Linked DNA regions of Mus musculus: all the other regions are linked to region 2. A link is a contact called in public HiChIP or PLAC-seq, Micro-C and promoter capture Hi-C data. All regions are on one chromosome and are shown on one strand. The core of a region is the stretch at or near the end of the contact, and the rest is flanking DNA. Distances in the headings are between cores, read along the strand shown. Region 1 holds the start of Tmem229a (transmembrane protein 229A). Region 2 holds the start of Fezf1 (Fez family zinc finger 1). Region 3 has its middle 170 kb from the start of Iqub. Region 4 holds the start of Ndufa5 (NADH:ubiquinone oxidoreductase subunit A5).

Region 1 (2,700 bases), core at 1-2,500, 1.7 Mb after region 2:
ACGGCTGTAGTGAAGGTGGAAGTAGAGTTTTTCCACCACGAAACTACAACTTCCGTACATGAAGAAAGACCAGAGGGATGTGTGGCCACTGCTGGCCCTGTCCCCCTGCCCCAGCACATTGAAGAAGAAGGTGAAGAAGATCTCATCCAGAAAGCCATGCATTCCGAAGAAAAGGAAGCGGAGGAGGTCGGGCAGTCCCTGGGTAGGAGATCGTTCTGTGCCCCTTGCGCCACCCGGTCCTCGTCGCTGGCCACCAGCCTCCCAAAGGATCTGGGCGTCCCGGGCTGCGGGTAGCGTGTCCCTGGTGTGCTGGTCGCGCCGCCGCGGGTACCGCAAACACAAGAAGCGCTTCAGGAACACTTGGCCGTGGTAGAGCGCGAGCACGTACTGCAGCGCCAGGTCGAGCGCCCCCAGCGCCGGCGCTGCCGCGCCCCCCGGCCCGCCGCCTAGGCTGAGCCGTAGCGCCTGGCCAGCCAGGGTCTGCAGCCCGACGTGCGCAGAGGGGTAAAGCAGGAAATTGAAGAGGAAGGCGCTGGGGCAGCGCGGCCGCTGCAGGTAGAGCTGCTCCAGGGCGAAGTGGGTGAGCGAGTGCAGGAGGCAGCGGTAGGGTGAAGAGAAACCCAGCATCCGCAGATCCAGGCTGCGGGCGAAGCGCCTGGCAGAGGATACCAGCACGTCCAGGGTGATGCCGTGCATCCCGTAGAAGTAGAGGCGCATCCAGGCGGGCAGCGCGCCGCGCTCGGCCGGAGCTTCAGCAGCGGACAGCGGCTCAGGGCAGCTGGCGGCCGCCTGGCTACGCAGTCCGCCGGTGGCCCCGGGTCTCCGGGTCGCGCCGTCCCTCGGTGATGGCCCCTCACTCGCCACATCGCTGCCCGCCATTGGCTACCCGGGCACCCGGGGCCCAGCCGCCTAGCCTCGAACCGATTCCCCGCCCCGGGGGACGAGGAGGGGCGCACGTAGCTTCGATCGGATCGGGGTCTCCCAGCGCTCGGGAGACTCGCAGGTCGCCCGGGACGCGAGGAGTCCTCGTGCCTTGGTCCTGGCCCGCCCTCTTCTCCAGTCCAGGGTGAGATGTTGCTCACCCGCGCTCGGGAATCACCCTGCGCGGCCTAAGGAGTGGCGCGGCCGGGCAAGGGGAGGCGATGCCGGGGCTGTGGGGAAGAGAGCCGAGGCTGGTGGCAGCTCCATCCCCTCCGCGGCTCAGCCCCGCCGCCTCTGCTGCAGGCTCAGGGAGCGTTACGCGAGCGGAGATCGCCCTTCCCCCGGCCCTTCCCATACCCCTCTCCGCCCGGCTCGACCTCTCCCGCCTTCCCGGGCCCCCGCCCCGCCCAGCCTCCCGCGCCGGGTCTCACAGGGGTCTGCCCCGAAAGGCGAAGAGCGCCGCCCGGGTCCCCTTTGGCCATCTCTGCAGCCCTGGGCAAGTGCTGCAGGGGGTTCCCGCTGGGTTGGTGGCAGGAGGGGAGAAGCCCCTAACAGGTGTGAAGGCTAACTGTGGGGCATTCCCGGTATCGTGGAAACCAGGGCCAGGCCTTGGCTGGCGGAGACAAATGGCCTGGTGCCACTAGCCGGAGGCCGGGCCCGGGCCCAAACTGTGGTGCTGTATATTTAATGTCCTTATGCAAAGCCAGCTGTGTCCCAGTCACAGCGTGTTAACCGGAGACTCCAAGCCTGCCTTCCTGCTCAGAGCAGCCTGCATCTGAATGCCGACCCCCTCCCCCCCCTTCCCCGCCCGGAACCCCCCTGACTGATCCTCCTTTTCAGTCTTTGCCTAGGCTAGTTTACTCAGGGCCAAGCCCAGCAGTATTTAAAAAAACAAAAAACAAAAAAACAAAAAGACTTGAGGCCAGTGTAGCTGTAGCTGAGTTGTGTCCTGGCTACAGTGGGATGGTGGGGGTAGAGGTGTCCCCTACCAAAGACAGCATGCTTGCTAAAACTGGTGCAGACTAGTGCTGTGTGTGTGTGTGTGTGTGTGTTGTGGTGTGTGTGTGGGGTGTGTGTGTGTGTGTGTGTGTGTGTGTGTGTGTGGTGTGTGTGTGTGGTGTGTGTGTGTGTGCGCGCGTGGTGTGTGTGTGTGGGTGGGGTGTGTGTGTGTGTGTGTGTGTGTGTGTGTGTGTGTGTGGTGTGTGTGTGTGTGTGTGTGTGTGTGGGGTGTGTGTGTGTGTGTGTGTGTGTGTGTGTGTGTGTGTGGTGTGTGTGTGTGTGTGTGTGTGTGTGTGTGTGCGCGCGTGTGGTGTGTGTGTGTGTGTGTGTGTGTGTGTGTGTGTGTGTGTTCTTGCAGAACTAGGTCATTTCAAATACGGAGTGTAAAGGAAAGCCGAGCTTTTTTTCTTTTCCTGTCTTTTTCTTTTTCTCCCCCATCCCCTGCTCTTTCAGGCCTTGGCCTCATTCACTCCTTAGTCCCCCTCCTGGCTTCCTGTCCCTTTTCTCTCCTCCTTCTTCCCTCTCTGTCCTCTGTCAGGTAGAGGGGATGGAGGGATATTAGAAATAAGTTATACTTTTATGCCCCTCTCCTGTTCATGTATAAGAAGAAACTAGGTAATAATTTTACTCTGTCCAGAAGTTCAAATCTTCCTTGGATAAAAAGCTTTATGAAGACATATGTTCTTTGGGAGGACATACTCTGGTAGATCTCCCATATTGAAGCAACCGCGTTCCTGTCTATTTTCTTACTCATTTTACCCATTTAAACTACTGTCTATG
Region 2 (2,700 bases), core at 124-2,623:
CATACCTGTGTGTGAATGATCTTATGCCGGCAAAGGGTGCTAGCTTGCCGGAAACCTTTCCCACACACTTTACACACGAAGGGTCTGGCTCCTGTGTGTACCGGCATGTGACGGGTTAAGTTATAGTGCGCATTAAAGACCTTAAAAATTAAACACAAAGGAAAACAGGTTAACGGAAGCACAGATTGGATCCAAAGTGATAAAAAGGAGGGAGGGGGCAAAACAAGTTTATACTTCCACTCCCCAAATACTAAAACAGAAGCGAGGGATGGAGAGAGGAAGGAAGAAAGGAAGGAAGGAAGGAAGGAAGGAAGGAAGGAAGGAAGGAAGGAAGGAAGGAAGGAAGGAAGGAAGGAAGAAGGAACTCCTGGCATAAGACTTGCCTTGCCGCAGACTTCACAAGTGAAAACTTTGGGCTTGGCATTTGGAGAGCCGCGGCTGAAATCCGAGGTTTTGAAAGCGATTTTTTCCGACAAAAGTTGGGCGCTTTCTTTCATGTAATGCTGCAGCTGAGCCTGGGACAGGTCTTTGAAAGCTACTCCCGAAGGGAGTTTCTCCACTGCCGGTACAACCAGTTTATTCCTTTCGGCTAAATACGTTTTGGGCTGTGGGTGCAAAGGGGAACTGAGAAAGTAGGAGGCCACCGGGTGGATGTTCACGCTCGCAGCCGGGTGGCACGGGCCGTCACCTCGGTTCAGGTAGCACAGGGCACCCATGGCGTGAAACGAAGAGTGGTTGACCACACGCGGCCTTACCAGCTTGTACTGCTGTAGTGGCAATGCGTCGCGGGCCAGGTCGCCCTTAAGACTTAGCGCGCAGTTGAGCAGGTCGCTGCAGCTGAACGCCGGCGCAGAGGGCGCCACCGCGGGCGGCGCCGGAACCTCCAAACTCGCCTTGCGGGGCTCTGAGCCATTCACTCCCGCTTTGGAGTTCGTGTCGTACGCCACGGGGACGAAAGGGATCATGCAGGGGATCGACGAGTTGAGATGCAGAGAGTGCTTGGGGTCCCCTTTGGGCACGGCTCCCTGCAGGAAGTGGGGGACCGGCAGGGCCTTAGGCTCAGGGGTGCGCGCCATGATTCGTTCGATGGAGAAAGCCAAGGGTTTAGATGTGCTCATCACGTTGCCCCGAGCTGGAGCAGTCGCTAGCATTTTGGTGGTCGCGTTGAGGCAGCTACTGTCCATGACTGAGTCGCCAGCGTCGGTCAGCCGGGGTTGAGTCGCGGGATCGTTGCCTTGTCCCCTGCTTGTCACAGACCTGCGGAGAGGACAGGCACCGTCACCACCAGCAGCCTCCTCCTCCTCCTCCCCAGCATCACCAGCCGAACCTGCCTGCCCAGCCCAATGGACTCCTGCCAGCCCATCGCAGAGTTCTTGGCGCACCAATGACTCGGGGACAATCACTACTTATTTCTATCAATAGAAAGTGTTGTGTCAATAACGCAGCCAAGATCTCGCCAATCGTTAACTTCCAAGAGGAGAAGGTAAACTAGATAATTGCTCAATTCGCTTCCAACAGTCAACAGGAAAACTTTTTTTCTCTCTGCAGTCGGTGACTACTTTTCATTGGTGAGAGAGCTTCCCCCGCCCAGAAGAGGCGGGGGCGCTCTCTGCAACGCGCAGAGCCCTCCCCGACGCGCAAGCACTCGCCCGCACACACTTCTCTACCCTTCAGCTGCCCCTCCCCCTAGCTTCCTCTGTCTTTTTAATTCTCAATCTGCTTAACCAGGCTTTAGAGGCCAAGCAAATCTGAGATCAATTTTCTCGTTTAGCTCTAAGTGACATCATCTAAAATCATTGTGCTAGGGCTAAATAAGGAAACAGAGTCTAATTCAGGGGCAAATGCCAGGCTATATTTATCAAACGCCAGGCTCTAGAAAGCCTTGACCAGGAAACCTCTGACGGCAAAATCCGAGGTTTCTGTGCTTGGCTTGCCTGAGCTCAGTTCGGGCCACGATGCCTCCTCCTACGCAGCCCACTTTCATCCTCCGGGACTCGAGGGGGTCTGGGGGGTGAGGTCGGGAGGTGGTGCTCATTCCCTGAATCAAGGAGTCGCTGCAGCTCGAGCCGCGTCTGGACCGTTTGGAAGACACCAGCAGGTAACTGGCCTCCCAAAATGCCCTTGAGATGTAAAGGCCTTGGGAGGCTTGTTATGCGTTTGTGGTTTTGTCAAAGCGATGCCCATGGCAATAGGCCTGGGAAAGACGCACCAGCACCACAAAGTTGAGTTGCAAAGAATAAGAGGGAGCCACACGGCCAGAGACCTAGACGCGGATTGAACTCACACAAACACACGCGTGAGCGCGCTTCCTTGAGTTTCCAGAGAGAACCCCGAAAGGGCATTTCTCCAAAGAACTTGCGCCCACTGCTCTTCCAGAGCAGAGGGTTTTAAACGTGGAGCGGAGAAGGGGAATACAATCTGTCGATCCCTACCCTGGCTGCCAGCGTCTGCGTGCGGCTCATCAGTGCACGCGATACCCCGCGTGTCTGTGCGCGCAGACGAACAAAGTGTGGTGGTCACGGACCATTTCTGCCCCCCCCCCCCGAGCGTTTGGAGACCCTAAGCGTCCCCTACCCCCCCCCACCCTCCCCCGCGCGCCCAGCGCCCTCCTGGTGTGACGCCTGGGGCCCAAATTCGCTAGCTGGGCGAGCTTTCCATGAAAAGGCCGGACGCTGAGGCTCCCATTGCGCGGGTCCCCGC
Region 3 (2,700 bases), core at 80-2,579, 1.1 Mb after region 2:
ATATGCTACCAAGAACTGTAGTCTTCATATCTAGAAACAAAGGTGGCCATCTTCCTTTCCATTCAAACTTACCTGGCACACATCTGCATCACAAGGACATGTGTTATAGGGAGACTCAAAGAAATAGAATATTCTTCTGTGTTTGATGAGAACGCAAGAGTTGGTGAAAGAAAGAAAGAAAGAAAGAAAGAAAGAAAGAAAGAAAGAAAGAAAGAGAGAGAGGAAGAGAGAGAGAGGGAGGGAGGGAGGGAGGGAGGGAGGGAGGGAGAGAGAGAGAGAGAGAGAGAGAGAGAGAAAGAAAGAAAGAAAGAAAGAAAGAAAGAAAGAAAGAAAGACAGGCAGACAGAGAGGGAGGGAGGGAGGGAGGGAGAGAGAGAGAGAAAGAAAGAAAGAAAGAAAGAAAGAAAGAAAGAAAGAAAGAAAGAAAGAAAGAAAGGAAGGAAGAAAGGAAGGAAGGAAGAAAGGAAGGAAGGAAGGAAGTCTTCTAAGCTAATGACGAAACAAATAACAAAAGTAAAATCCAATGTGCATTTCAGACAACCACAGGGCAAAGTTGGAAGAGAGTGTTTTGAGCAAGAGCACTTTTAGAGGTCCTGTGTGAAACCACAAAAATGGGAGTCAATTTCATATGTGGGCATAACAGTGGCTCCATTCTTTATTCTGGGATCCTGCCAGGTCCAACTTGACCTTGACAGGGTTGGAATGAGGAGATTCCTGCCCCTAGGACAGGGCCAACAGGCAAGGGTTTCCATGAGGGTCAATGGCTGCTGTGGGCATAAGGCTTGTTTGTATAATAATGTACATATTTTATGTTCCCCCTCTGAGGAATGTCCTCCCTGTTCATGTTAATGAATCCATGATAATCAGAGACAATGTGAGTCTGGAAGGCTAAGGTGTGGTTTACATCTTAGCCACACCGGAACCTTCAGGACAGCTGTGAGGGGGGAAAAACTCTGAAAACATGAGTTCAAGTATAATTTCGCAACTATGCAAAACTAAGGATGCAATATGAATTATAGAGGGGGGTTCATGAATCTAAAGGAACAAAAGCAGCTGTGCTTTTGTGAGCCAACTGGTCCAGAGAGATACTAAGGAAGGAGACTGGAGGATTTTGGGAGTAGTGATTACAGGAGATTACACCCAGCTAAATTTTTTGTTTAAGCCAACAAAGGCAGACTCAGATTCCTGAGTCAAGGTTAGCCTAGGACAGAGGCTAATTTAGGTCCAGGCACAGGTGTGATAGAAATGGTAATTTCAGGGCTGGGTCCCACCCAGGTAGTTATTTATAATCTGTGCTTAACAAAGGCAGGCAGAACTTTGCAGAGAGATCTGGGGAGACAGGAGGCAGGACTAGCAAGTCTAGCACTCTAATCCACACACTCCTGGAACTCCCTCCTGCCTTGGCCTTACAGCTGGAAGCAGAAGAACCCTCAGGTTCAGCATTATTTTTGTTTTGTTTTGTTTTGTTTTATTTTGTTTTTTGTTTTTTGTTTTTGTTTTTTTTTCGAGACAGGGTTTCTCTGTATAGCCCTGGCTGTCCTGGAACTCACTCTGTAGACCAGGCTGGTCTCGAACTCAGAAATCTGCCTGCCTCTGCCTCCCAAGTGTTGGGATTAAAGGCATGCGCCACCACGCCCGGCTCAGCATTATTTTTAATTAGCATAATTTTACCAAGCCTTGAGGACGAAGAACGCAAGAGCCTGTTGTGGAGACGCTTACCCGGAATCCCAGCTTTCAGGCTTCTGGATCAACATCGAGCCTATCTCTACGGCAAAACGGGTAGGCCAGTTTAGACTGGAGCCACTTCAAACTTGTCCTAGACCAAGAGGAATATTCACCACAGATATGGCTATGAATGTGCCATCAAATAGCCTTGTTAGATCAGGGCAGCCGGTATCACTAATACCCCAGGTTAAACCTGGAGAAAAGCAAAACTACAACCCCCGATTTTTGGCACATGAAGTTCCGAGGTTTCAGTCTCTTAGAAGGGTCCGACCCGATCCAGGATCTCAGGAGAATCTCTGAGCTGAGGCCAGACCTGAACAGCAAGGAGGAGATTCTGGATCAGTTGGTGTTGGAGCAGTTCGTATCTACATGCCACCAGAGCTGCAGGCCTTAGTGAAGGAGAGAGGAGTGAAGAGCTGCAAAGACCTGGAAAAGATGCTGAGGGACAGGAAACTGCACAAGTGGTCCATAATCTACTCCCAAGGACAGGCATACCTCCTTCCGGATGCCGGTGTTGGGAAGGCTGAAGCCACGGAGGATAAATGGGATCATGTGGATTTGTCCCAAGAACACCTGTCCTATCAGAGCAAGGAGTCTCTCAACAGAGGCCAGGCCAGCCCGGAGCTGCAGAACCTCTCAGAGACTGAAGGGCCATCCATCAGCCAGGAAGAGAACATTTCCTGGGAATGATTCCTGAGAGGAGACGGCCAGATTACCAAAGTATTGGGCAGAGCCTGGGGAGTGACTCAATTACTGACTGGGAAGAGGCGGAAGTGTCTGTGTTTGTGGGTCAGGACCCTCAGTCAATACAGGGTCCTGCTGGTTCTCTCAGAGTAAATGGGGTGCCACGCTGCCCCAAGAAGACACTAATGTGGATGCTGTACCATCATTCAACCAAATTCTGGAAAGAGAGTTAGCCATGAATAGGAATCTTCAGAGTCTTCGTGGTTTCAACTTAACCACTTCCCAAGGAGT
Region 4 (2,700 bases), core at 15-2,514, 1.3 Mb after region 2:
CTAAGAAACTTCGAAGCTCTGACATCCAGTAAACAAAGTACTTAATGCAGATTATCAAGAGTGTCAAAAATGCTTCACTTGGGTCAATGTGAGGGCACAGAGGGCAAAGGTGCCTGCCAACAGCCCCGTGACCTGAAAGATCCCCAGGATCTACAAGGTGCAAGGAGAGAGCCAACTTCAGAAAGTTGTTTTCTGACGGACAAACACTGGCATGCACACAAATAAATAAACGTAAGGATATTTTCAATGCCACTTTCGGTACAATTACGAGAAATGTGAACTGACTAGCAAATTTAGCATCACTGGTAACTCCTTAAAAAAAAAAAGTTTGGGCCTCGCTTAAGTGTACTCAAGGAGTAAGAGACAGTGAGCACTGACAACGCTTTCGAGTTATGTGTGTAGACGGGAAGGAAAGAAATGGTGCAATTGCTGAAAGGGGGGATAAATCACAGTGGTTTTGTTTAGGTTTGTTTGGTCTTGGTTGTTGTTTATGTTTCCCCAATGGATACCGAAGGAGGCAACCATGAGGACGACAGGGTCAGCCAGTGTGCGAAAGGCAAGGCAGAAATGTCGGTAGGGAAAGGATGGAAAATGAAAATGCGACTCTGAAGGGAGCTGAGAATACTCCACACCACTGACGCTAAGAGAATGCCGTGAAGAAACGCGTCTTAATTAAGAGGTCACGGCGAAGGCAAAAGGAGGCATTGCAAAAAGGATGCCACGGGGTCAGCGAAGCTCAGCGCTGCCCCGGAGGCCAGAGCTCACGGGGGTCTCGTTAATCTTGCAAGGGCAAGTTCGGTCGATCACAGTCTTGCTTGAGAAGGACGACACAAAAAGTCGCACTTACCTCGTGTGGAGTGTCGCACACCGCCAACCCCACCAGGCCAGTTGTCTGTGCAGAGACAAAACAGGACCGTGATGTTTACCGTAATCCCCTGGTTAGCCGACCCTCCCGACACAACTACGCACCCTGTCGCCCCCTGCCAGGACAGCGGAACACTCCCCCAACCCCTCCTCTTAGCGTCTCTGCCCACCGATGAGGGAGACGCGGCTGCCTACGGTCCCCATTCGCAGCATCACGGTGACCTCCACACGCTCACCTTTTTCAGCAAGCCCGCCATGACAGCGTCCAGCGCCTCCAGCGCACAGCCCTCTGGGAACCTTTCCCAAGCCCGCTCAATCGAGCGTCGATGCTGCCCCTGAGTCACCTAAGAACACTCTTGGCTCCAACCGCTCGGGCTGGGTAGGGGCAGCTCCCGCCCACCTAGGAGAGGTAGATTTGCGCCTGCGCAGCTCACACAAGCGGCTCCACGCAGGGCTTTGGTGTAGTAGAGACCGACTGACGTCTCTGAGTACTAAAGGTTAAGAAAAGCGCTACGCTACGGAAAAACTTGCAACGTAGTCACTGCAGGGACTTTGATTTTGCTCAGCCTTCGACTGCTATTTTACCCGGACTTCCTCAGGTTATGGAAATGAGGGTGGAAGCAGGCCTGAGCACCATGAAGAATGCTTTCCCTCCACGTGTGTGAATGCATACTCATAAGTGGAAATTATAAAGTGGAATTAACCATCTGATGCATCCGTTTTCTCTTGAGGAGACTGATGAATGAAAGGTTATGAAGTCGTAGTCTTTGTTCCAGTGGGTGTTTATGAGGTCATAGTCCCTGTTCTCTGTCCCTCCAGATCCCAAGAACATCTGTCATTGTTGAGTGTGTTCTAGAATGTGGAATCATGGCTTTATAAAAGATGCATGTGTTCTTTGTAACTTTGGATTCAAGCGTCTGCATGGCAGTATTTGCTAAAGACATCGAGAGTAGACAGACTTGACTGATCCAGGCTATGAGGTACTACAAAACGGATTGCTTCCATGCGGTACAAAAATAAGTAGATTTCTGAACCAACCTGTTGTAGAGGGCCACACTGAATGAAAGCTTGCTAGTGGTATTCTAAGCTAGAGACAGTAGAATTCGCTATAAAGGGACACATCCCGTGGCATCTGTGATATCAGAAGGGGATCTAGGAATGCATTAACAAACATTGCAAGAATAGAATGTTCTGGGTTCGCAGGTGGTAGAAGTGCACTGTATGGCCGACCCAGAGGAGTAAATGTCCCAGTTCTAGGAAAGGCGGATTTTAGGAAAGTTTGAAAATGCCAGAGAGGAGTTTGAGGCAGGAGAACTAGAGCCAAGCTCTCGACCTACTACATCTTACAGAATTTGCTCTTCAGGCCCTCTAACCTCCAACCTGAGCTGGAGCCTGTGGTTCTGCTTCTCAGTGGTTAGAGGCTTTATCGTGAGAGGTTCCATCTTAACAAAATTAGGTAGTTAATGAAATCCAGGGTTCTGATTCAACAGAGGAAAACAAAACAACAACAAAAACAAACAAACAAACAAAACTAGGAGAAACAACTGAAAGAGAGTGTCTTGGTGCCCAGGTAATGGTGAGGACATTTGCCCGAAGGGACATAACTTATCATTCCTGGCTTGTACCAGAAGTGATAACAATGCCAAACCAGACAGTTTACACCCCTCTCCAAAACCTAACTAGGCCTGTTTGAGTCATTAAGTTAACCACTTGGAGATTTTCTCTCATACCATTTGTTCAGAAAGAGGTTCAACAAAATTAATGAGTAAAATTGTCCAGTGTGACCATTTTCAAAAGGAATGAGCAGGGCACAGCCTGTCTCTGAGAGGGTGGTAT

The links. Promoter capture Hi-C pulls out the DNA fragments that hold promoters and counts their contacts. A called contact is a pair of places that touch in the nucleus more often than the background predicts. HiChIP or PLAC-seq counts read pairs in DNA pulled down with a chosen protein or histone mark.
Region 1: a contact with region 2 is called in a Micro-C map of embryonic stem cells, with 6 times the contacts expected there. The contact joins the promoter of Tmem229a here to the promoter of Fezf1 in region 2. A contact is called at or near these places in 2 of 39 promoter capture datasets (embryonic stem cells and liver), 3 of 484 Hi-C or Micro-C datasets (all in embryonic stem cells) and 1 of 115 datasets of contacts at active chromatin or transcription factors (astrocytes).
Region 3: a contact with region 2 is called in a promoter capture Hi-C map of embryonic stem cells, with 2.7 times the contacts expected there. The contact joins the enhancer-like site here to the promoter of Fezf1 in region 2. A contact is called at or near these places in 5 of 39 promoter capture datasets (embryonic stem cells, hippocampal neurons, liver and 2 more) and 2 of 115 datasets of contacts at active chromatin or transcription factors (embryonic stem cells and stem cell-derived neural progenitor cells).
Region 4: an H3K4me3 HiChIP or PLAC-seq map of embryonic forebrain shows a contact between it and region 2, with 5 times the contacts expected there. The contact joins the promoter of Ndufa5 here to the promoter of Fezf1 in region 2. A contact is called at or near these places in 4 of 39 promoter capture datasets (cranial neural crest, liver, neural stem cells and 1 more), 2 of 115 datasets of contacts at active chromatin or transcription factors (embryonic forebrain and forebrain) and 1 of 9 other capture datasets (embryonic stem cells).

The regions. Positions count from the first base shown.
Region 1 is chr6:24,954,875-24,957,574 of GRCm38.p6, forward strand. Tmem229a (transmembrane protein 229A) reads right to left here and starts at 1,251. Exons shown (of 1, transcript NM_177013.3): 1 at 1-1,251. The coding sequence starts at 879.
Region 2 is chr6:23,246,891-23,249,590 of GRCm38.p6, forward strand. It overlaps Fezf1 (Fez family zinc finger 1), which reads right to left and starts at 1,374. Exons shown (of 4, transcript NM_028462.1): 1 at 384-1,374; 2 at 6-140. The coding sequence starts at 1,184.
Region 3 is chr6:24,341,407-24,344,106 of GRCm38.p6, forward strand. It overlaps the pseudogene Gm3136. Among named protein-coding and RNA genes, the nearest start is that of Iqub, 170 kb to the right of the region's middle. Within about 2 kb of position 1,330, at least 8 of the 459 cell types and tissues checked have an H3K27ac peak or open chromatin away from gene starts, as enhancers often do. A contact at or near this core is called in embryonic stem cells, where this site is marked.
Region 4 is chr6:24,526,426-24,529,125 of GRCm38.p6, forward strand. It overlaps Ndufa5 (NADH:ubiquinone oxidoreductase subunit A5), which reads right to left and starts at 1,265. Exons shown (of 5, transcript NM_026614.3): 1 at 1,101-1,265; 2 at 848-892. The coding sequence starts at 1,121. Asb15 (ankyrin repeat and SOCS box-containing 15) reads left to right here and starts at 1,719. Exons shown (of 10, transcript NM_080847.3): 1 at 1,719-1,844.